Linked DNA regions of Rattus norvegicus: region 2 is linked to region 1. Evidence: chromatin contacts called from public Hi-C data. All regions are on one chromosome and are shown on one strand. The core of a region is the stretch at or near the end of the contact, and the rest is flanking DNA. Distances in the headings are between cores, read along the strand shown. Region 1 overlaps Snx29 (sorting nexin 29). Region 2 overlaps Snx29 (sorting nexin 29).

Evidence for each region. A called contact is a pair of places that touch in the nucleus more often than the background predicts.
Region 2: a contact with region 1 is called in a Hi-C map of kidney, with 4 times the contacts expected there. The contact joins two enhancer-like sites. A contact is called at or near these places in 5 of 12 Hi-C or Micro-C datasets (the Rat2 cell line, Schwann cells, frontal cortex and 2 more) and 1 of 1 datasets of contacts at active chromatin or transcription factors (oligodendrocytes).

The regions. Positions count from the first base shown.
Region 1 is chr10:4,733,317-4,736,943 of GRCr8, forward strand. All of the region lies in intron 8 of Snx29 (sorting nexin 29), which reads right to left. Among named protein-coding and RNA genes, the nearest start is that of Snx29, 71 kb to the right of the region's middle. Within about 2 kb of position 2,370, at least 9 of the 93 cell types and tissues checked have an H3K27ac peak or open chromatin away from gene starts, as enhancers often do. A contact at or near this core is called in kidney, where this site is marked.
Region 2 is chr10:4,796,169-4,800,044 of GRCr8, forward strand. All of the region lies in intron 1 of Snx29 (sorting nexin 29), which reads right to left. Among named protein-coding and RNA genes, the nearest start is that of Snx29, 7.5 kb to the right of the region's middle. Within about 2 kb of position 2,068, at least 17 of the 93 cell types and tissues checked have an H3K27ac peak or open chromatin away from gene starts, as enhancers often do. A contact at or near this core is called in kidney, where this site is marked.

The sequences.
Region 1 (3,627 bases), core at 1,120-3,619:
AGCTAAAGGGACCTATGGTCCTCCAATTAACACACCTGTAGTGCCTGTCAGTACTCAAGTCCGTCCTAACAACCTGGTTGCCTCCTCCCCTAGGCTCCTCATCCTTGTTATGACCTGGCTATTCTCTCTCCTGCTCCTGCTTCTCTGACTTCTCTATTCTCCATCCCTTGCTGTTCTCTCCTCTCTCACAGGAAGCTAGCCATGTCTAGTCTACCTCTTTCTCTCTCTGTTCTGAACTCTTCCAGATGCCTCTGACTATTCTCTCCCTCATATCTACAATGATAAGCTTTCTCTTAACTATACCAGGGAGTAGTCATGTTATCAGTGTAATATGTATGTATGTATATACATATACATATACATATACATATACATATACATATACATATACATATACATATACATATACATATACATATGTATATATATTGGCAGGCAGGCAGACAGGGCATGTTCTCAGAGAAGGAAACAGTACTGGCCAGTCTGTGAGAGCTAAACTTAGATTTTAAGTTTAAATCACTGTGCTTAAGAGATCTGTAAACAAAACCTGAAGTTGCACTCCCCCAAGGACAGCCAAGTCCCGGGGTTCAGGGGCGTTGCTCATGTGAGAAGACAAGCCGTGACTTTTCACTTCCGTAAACAAGGTTGGCTGCCTTGGCTACACGGGACATGCTTGATCCTGTCTAGTAGTTATATACACACACATATAGATCCCATAGGAGAAGGTACGTAGGCAGGAAGTACATCAGGATATATGCTTGCCCACAGTTTGATGAAAGCGAGAAGTACACAGCCTTGTGGGTTTTGCTTTCATAATTCACAGCCCTTCTCTGGGAATCCCAGGAGTGGAGCTGACCACTATCCACTGTCCTGGCTAGTACTGAATAAAGCTTGCTTCAAACTTGGCCTTATTCTCGCCCGGAGGGATCAGCAAACCCTAGCTGCAAAAGTCCTGCTCCCTCTCTAGGCATGTGAGCTTCTGCTCTTGTTTCAAAGACAATTCTTGCCATTCCCTAGCAGCCTATGTGAGTCGGAGCAAAGCCAGAGCCATGAAGGGTGAGGCCCTCAAGGGCCACGGTCTCCATTGATGCCTGGATTGGCTTTAAGAGCAAACAAAATGGCTCAGCAGATAAAGGTGCTTGCTGTCAAGCCTGACGACCCGAGTTTGACCCCCTAGGACCCGTGTGATGAAAGAAGAGAACTGTATAAATATCTTCACACAAATGTACACACACACACACACACACATACACACACACACACGTAAACAAGACTTAAAATTGGCTTTAAAATAACAGAAAATATCATTTATCATTAAAACAAAATACCTGTTTCAAAATCTAGACAATGTTAAGAATAAAGTCCAAGCACAGTGGGTGAGGGGCTTCCTAGGCGGCCAGCATCCATGGGAAATACGGAGTAAAGGAAAACTGGGCATCACCACTAGACCACCCCAACAAGCAGCAAGACCAGATCTATGGTGCCGGCCACGGCTCCTCGTTTGCATGGTTGCAGTGAAAGTGCACGTAAACTTTTCTACATTCAATTTACTGTACAAGTTCATCTCCATACATCAGACAAGATGTTCACAGCGGGCATACTGGTGCACACCTTTATTTCCAGCACTCAAAGGCAGAAGCAGGAAGATCTCTGGGAATTAAAGGCTGGCCTGGTCTACTAACAACCTGTCCTGTTCCAGGAAAGCCAGGGCAACAGAAAACTCAGTTCAATCCCTAAGACTGCAAAAAAAGACAAAAATTGCCCAAGAGCCTCTCCCCACCCAAAAAAAAAAAAAAAAAAAAAAACTGATGACACAAAACAGCATTAGGATCCCATGATCTGAGCACACAGGACACACTCCTCTGCAGGTTCACGCCTGGTGCACATTCGGGTCAGAGCAGGTGCTCTGCTTCTCTGAACAGGACTTTGGAGTCTTGCTGCTCAGCTCTTTCTGAGTTGAGACAATGTACTCAGGGCAGATTCTCCACCCAGGTGCACAGCCTTCATGCCTGCCTGGGCAAGTGTCTGCTCAGGCTTGGAACTGGGGCCTGTGGAGCCAGCTTGGCCCGTGCACAAAATGGCTGGACCAGCCTCAGCTACAGCTCAGGGCACTCTTGCTGCAGACTCCTAGCAGGAAAGAGGAGCTTAGTCACTAGGAGATGGACATGGCTCATGCTTGTGACTCTGAGTGACCCCAACACTCTCCAAACTCACTTCTTTACTGATGCCAGGGCGCAAACAAGAGGATTGAAACATTCCTTTCCATAATAAAGCTATTGCCTATCTTGAGGAAAAAAAAACAAAAAACAAAGAACAAAGCCGATGCTTGTGATAGATACTGAATAAAGAGGGATCCAGCACCAAAGAAATGGTTAAATTACCAACAAAAAGAGAAAGCCCAAATTTGAGCCACCAGGCCACCCTAAAAACAAGCAACATCAAATTTTTCCAGAAGCATTCCAGGGGCAAACCTAACTAAGCCCCCTAACCTGGCCACATTTCCCAACATGACGGCTGTGTGAGAGCGCTAGACCTCTCCTATGACACTGAGCTGAACCCAAAAGCCAAGCATTACTCAATAAGCCACTCAGCACTGCCCGGCTCCTCCTCAGGTTGATCTGCAGACTCTTCAAGCAAGGTGTCCCTGTACACCGGTGAGAGGTTGTCCATGGTCCAAGGAGGCCCAGGCTCCCAAGGTCACCCAACTCTGCTTTGTGCCTTTTACACATCACAATGCCAGTAACCACCCTGTCTTACAAGGTGGCCTCCCCCTCCAGGCTGCACACCTCTGGCACCAGGGGTAAGAAGAGAGATGCCTGGGTCTGAGGCATTGACTCACACAACTCACCATCTACAGAGCCACAGAATGCAGTGCATTCCAAGGGCACTTAGAACTAAAGGCAGTTTCAGTGATTGTGCCAACTTGGTTGGGAGACTTTCTCAGATATCGGGTCAAACACTATGCTAGAAGTTGTTGTGAGGGTATTTAAAAAAATATTAACATTTGCATCAGTAGAGTTTTAGTTAAAAGATTGTCCTGCTGGACTAGATGGGCCTCAGCCAAGGAACAAAAGCTACAAAACAAAAACACCAACCTCTCAGGAGAAAGTTCTGCCAGCAAACTGCCTCTGGGCTTGAACTGCGACTGCCCCTGTCAGTCCACATGCAGAGTTAGACTCGCCACACTCCACAGCCCCATGTGTCAATTCCCCAAGCCAGGAAAAAGAAAGTTCAAAACAGGGCAGGCATAGATACCACCAGAATCTCAGCCTGGGCCAGCCTGGGCTACACGACACCCTGTCTCAAAACAAACAAACAAACACAAACAAGGAGTCTGAGACATGTAAGCAGAACTGGAGTGGTGAAGGAAAACAGCACTAGTTACCTCACAGAACTGTGATTAAAACAAGAGGGTTCAGACTTCGAGCCCAGGCTCAACACAGCCAGAATCTGTGAACATGAACACCACTGCTAGAGATGATGCTGACAAATAGTTGTGAGTAGGAAACAGCCTTACACAGATGGCAGTCCAGGGGCCGAGGCAGGATCATGTATCTAAGGCCAGCTGAGCTACATCCAGAGACCCTGCAACAACAAAACCACAACAAAAGCAAACAGCCTAACCAC
Region 2 (3,876 bases), core at 818-3,317, 63 kb after region 1:
TGGCCCACCAGATAGATCCACAGTCAGACGACCCTAAACTTCCCCTAGAGTACTCATGACTTGATGTCACTTTGACAGGATGGCAGCCAAGAGCAACTGGTGGCCCTCTTGCCTCTGTGAAGGAAAGATGGACAGAAGTATTATCCTGCCGACTCCCTAAGAACCTGGAGCCCTCCATAATGTTTTAATTACAAAACTCTGCATAGTCCCATGTTGCAGACTCAGCTTAAACAACTTCTGCCACGTTCCATCAAGAAAGACTGGCCGGTGGACCGCCAGCACCTCAGCAAAGCCTGTTTCCCTAAGCTGACACCACTGCAACAGGCACCAACGCTATACAGCCCTTTGCTGAGTGAAAAGGGACAAACCGAGCTGCTATCCAGAGTGTTTTGAATGGCTTGCCGTTACTGACACGGGGCCTCACCTCCCTCACAGCATTTCATACTAGTACAACTGCTTGGGCACAGAAGCAGTCAGTGCCAGCACTGGGAAAGCACCCTAGAGACATACGGCAAAGAAAGGTAGGCTACTGTGGTGGCTTGGATAGGTATGCCCCCACAGATTCTTGTGCTTACACGCTTGGCCATAGGGAGTGGTACCATCAGGAGGTGTGGCCTCGGAGTGTGTCACTATGGACTTTGAAGTTACATATGTTCAAGGTACACCCAGTGTAGTGTACGGTCTCTCCTTGCAGCCTGGGGATCCAGATATAGAACTCTCAGCTCCTCCTCCTACACCATGTCTTCCTATATCCTGCCATGCTTCCCGCCATGAGGCTGGCAGACTAAACCTCCCAACTGTAAGCCAGTCCTAATTAAATGTTTTCCTTTATAAGAGTTGCTGTGGTCATGCTTTCTCTTCACAATAATAAAACCCTAACTAAGACAGCTACCCTACCCTGCATACCACTATTTACAACACCAAAGTAGAAGAAAAGGAGAGGCAGAGGGGAGAGAGCGAGCTAAGCCTCAATGCAAGCCATAGCTCAAAATAGGACTGCACCGCCCACAACCCTGACCAGTGTGCAGTCCATGGAGCAACGTTTTATCTGGAAACGTTAGAGATGAAAGTAAAACTAAGTTCTATAGTAATGACAAAATGACCTGGGCTGGTATCGAGGGCTTCTCAATCTTATTTCTTTTTCCTTTTGTGTTTAAAGAGTGTGTTTCATTTACCCCAGGCTTACCTTGAACTTCTGATCTTCCTGTACCCCACTCTGAGTGCTGGGGTTACAGGTGTGTACCCCACCCTTGGCTTATGCAATACTATTGATGGAACCAGAGCCTCAGACAAGCTAGGTAAGTGCTCTACCCACGGACCACAGCACCATCTTCATTCCTTTTTTCAATGTCTTCATTTCAGAATCCTTTAGGCATTGTCTCCCTTTGAAACACTCTCACTGTGTAGCCCTAGCCTGAAACTTGCTACATAGACCAGATAGGCCATAACTCACAAAGAGTTATCTGCCTCTGCCTCCCAACTGCTGGGATTAAAATGTGTATCACCATGCCCAGCTTTAGGCCCAAATTTCAAGAATGCTAACAGCTCAGCTCTCATTAGGCATTTGGAACCTAGGCACACAGCAGCAGGAGTGGTCAGGACCACTGACTGAGGGGTGTTAACACCACTTCTGACATTGGAGCACTAACATTCTCCCACAATTCGCCACCCTGTGATGTCATGAAGAGGAAAGATATTAATAGCCTCTGAATGAAACCACAAGCATTCTTTTTCCAGTCACTGTTTCAGCTCATTCCAAGAACAAATCACTTCTGGACAGAGCGCAGCCAACAACCAAGGAGAGACCTGTGACCTTCAACCTTCCAGAAAAATAAGGAACTGCCAAGATGCACACACGTAAGGAGCAGCAGTGATTTCTCTTGGCCAAACTGTTCTGTCAGGTTCAGTGACTCCTTTGGCCCTGACTTTCCTACCCCCTTGAACTGGGATTCCAGCATTTTCCTAACGCTAGGATTTCTGAGAGTTACTGATGGAAAAAAGCACCAAGGACTCTCATGCATACTTGGACAAAAGACAGCACTTGAGAACAAAAATGATCTCTGCTTTCCCATGGAGGGCAAACATGCAGTCTAGAATCCAGAATCCCTTAGCTTCTGGAGGACAGTAGTGGAGGGTTCCTGCTACTGAGTTCTAGAGGAAACCATCTGACCACTCCCTCCGTAAGAGACACCCACATGGGTCTTTTCCTCCGGGTAACTTTCCTTCTGGCATTTTTTTTACTTCTACAGGCAAATGTAAATCTACAATGGCTGTGTTGGATGTATGTTGAGTTGCACTGAAGCATATATTTTACATATAATTCTATACCCTGCATAATTTTTTTGTTTTTTTTTTTCTTTTTGAGACAGAGTCTCATGTAACCTAGATTGTCTTCTAACTCTCTACATGCCCACGGATTTACTTGAACTTCTGATTCTCCTGCCTCCACCTCCTGAGTAGTGGGACTATAGGTGTGCAGTGCCAGGTCCAGCTTATGTAGGGTAGAGATGGAACTCGGGGTCTCATGCATTCTAGACAGACACCTAACCAAGTGAGCCTCGCCATCCTCAGCTCCGGCCTGCCTAGCAGAGCACTGATATTTCAACTAACTCGACTTGTGAAGAAATCTCTATCCTCCTCCCCCTTCTTCTTCCTCCTCTTCTTCCTCCTCCTCCTCCCCCTCTTCACATCGATGAGGATTTCTATGTGAAGTCATACCACATGGTGTTTACAAATTCTCCACCAATGGGCATCTTCATTTTTCTGGCCTGGTAATAAACTATTATCTAGTGTGTGCATAATCTATCTAGTGCATACATTATCTGGTGTATGCATTACACTTCCTAGATACCTGCACATTATGTTCTCAGCCTTGAACCCGTCTTTCCTCTGCTTCTACTAAAACACTTTAAACGCAAGAATACAGCTGAATCTAATGACTAATTTATAAGATGGACAAGAAGTTGAAAAATATGTTAAGCCACACCAAAAGGAAACAGTCAGCAAAATTGTGCAAAACAAAATCCAGAGGACAAAGAAGCACGGGTCCTTCAAAGGCAAGTGCAAAGAGCTTCCAGGAGAGAAGGTGAGCAGCCCTCCCCGGAGCAGCTGAGGCAGGAGCTCACTGGAGGAAGATCTGGACTTTGAGATTCATGATGTGGTTACACAGCATGATACTGTCTTCAAAAAAAGACCCTGTGGGGCTGACAAAGTGGCTCAGGGAGTAACGATGCTTGCTGTGAATGTCTGAAAAACTGGGTTTGATCTCCAGAACCCACGTAAAGGTAAATGGAGAGAACCAATCCCACAAAGTTGTCCTCTGACCTTCACATGTGCACATGGCATCTTTATATACATACATACATACATACATACATACACACACACACTCTCTCTCTCTCTCTGTCTCTCTCTCTCTCTCTCTCTCTCTCTCTCTCTCACACACACACACACACACACACACACTCACTCACTTTCCCATACTTTCATACACATACTCACATACTCACACTCATGGACGGACTTTTTTTTTTTTTTTCTTTTTTCTTTTTTTTTTTTTTTTCGGAGCTGGGGACCGAACCCAGGGCCTTGGGCTCGCTAGGCAAGCGCTCTTCCGCTGAGCTAAATCCCCAGCCCCAGGACTTTTTTTTTTTAAGGACACTATAAACATGTCTTAGTTGGTAAAATGCAAGCATGAAAAACTGAATTTAATCCAAAGGACCGACGTTTTTAAGTAAATAAATAAATCTAGCCACATGTGGTGGTACATGCTTTTAGCTCCAGCACTGGAAAGGCAGAACTGTGAGTTCCATGCCAGCCAGGGCTACATATTTGGAACTTTGTCTTGGATGGACGGATGGATGGATGGATGGATGG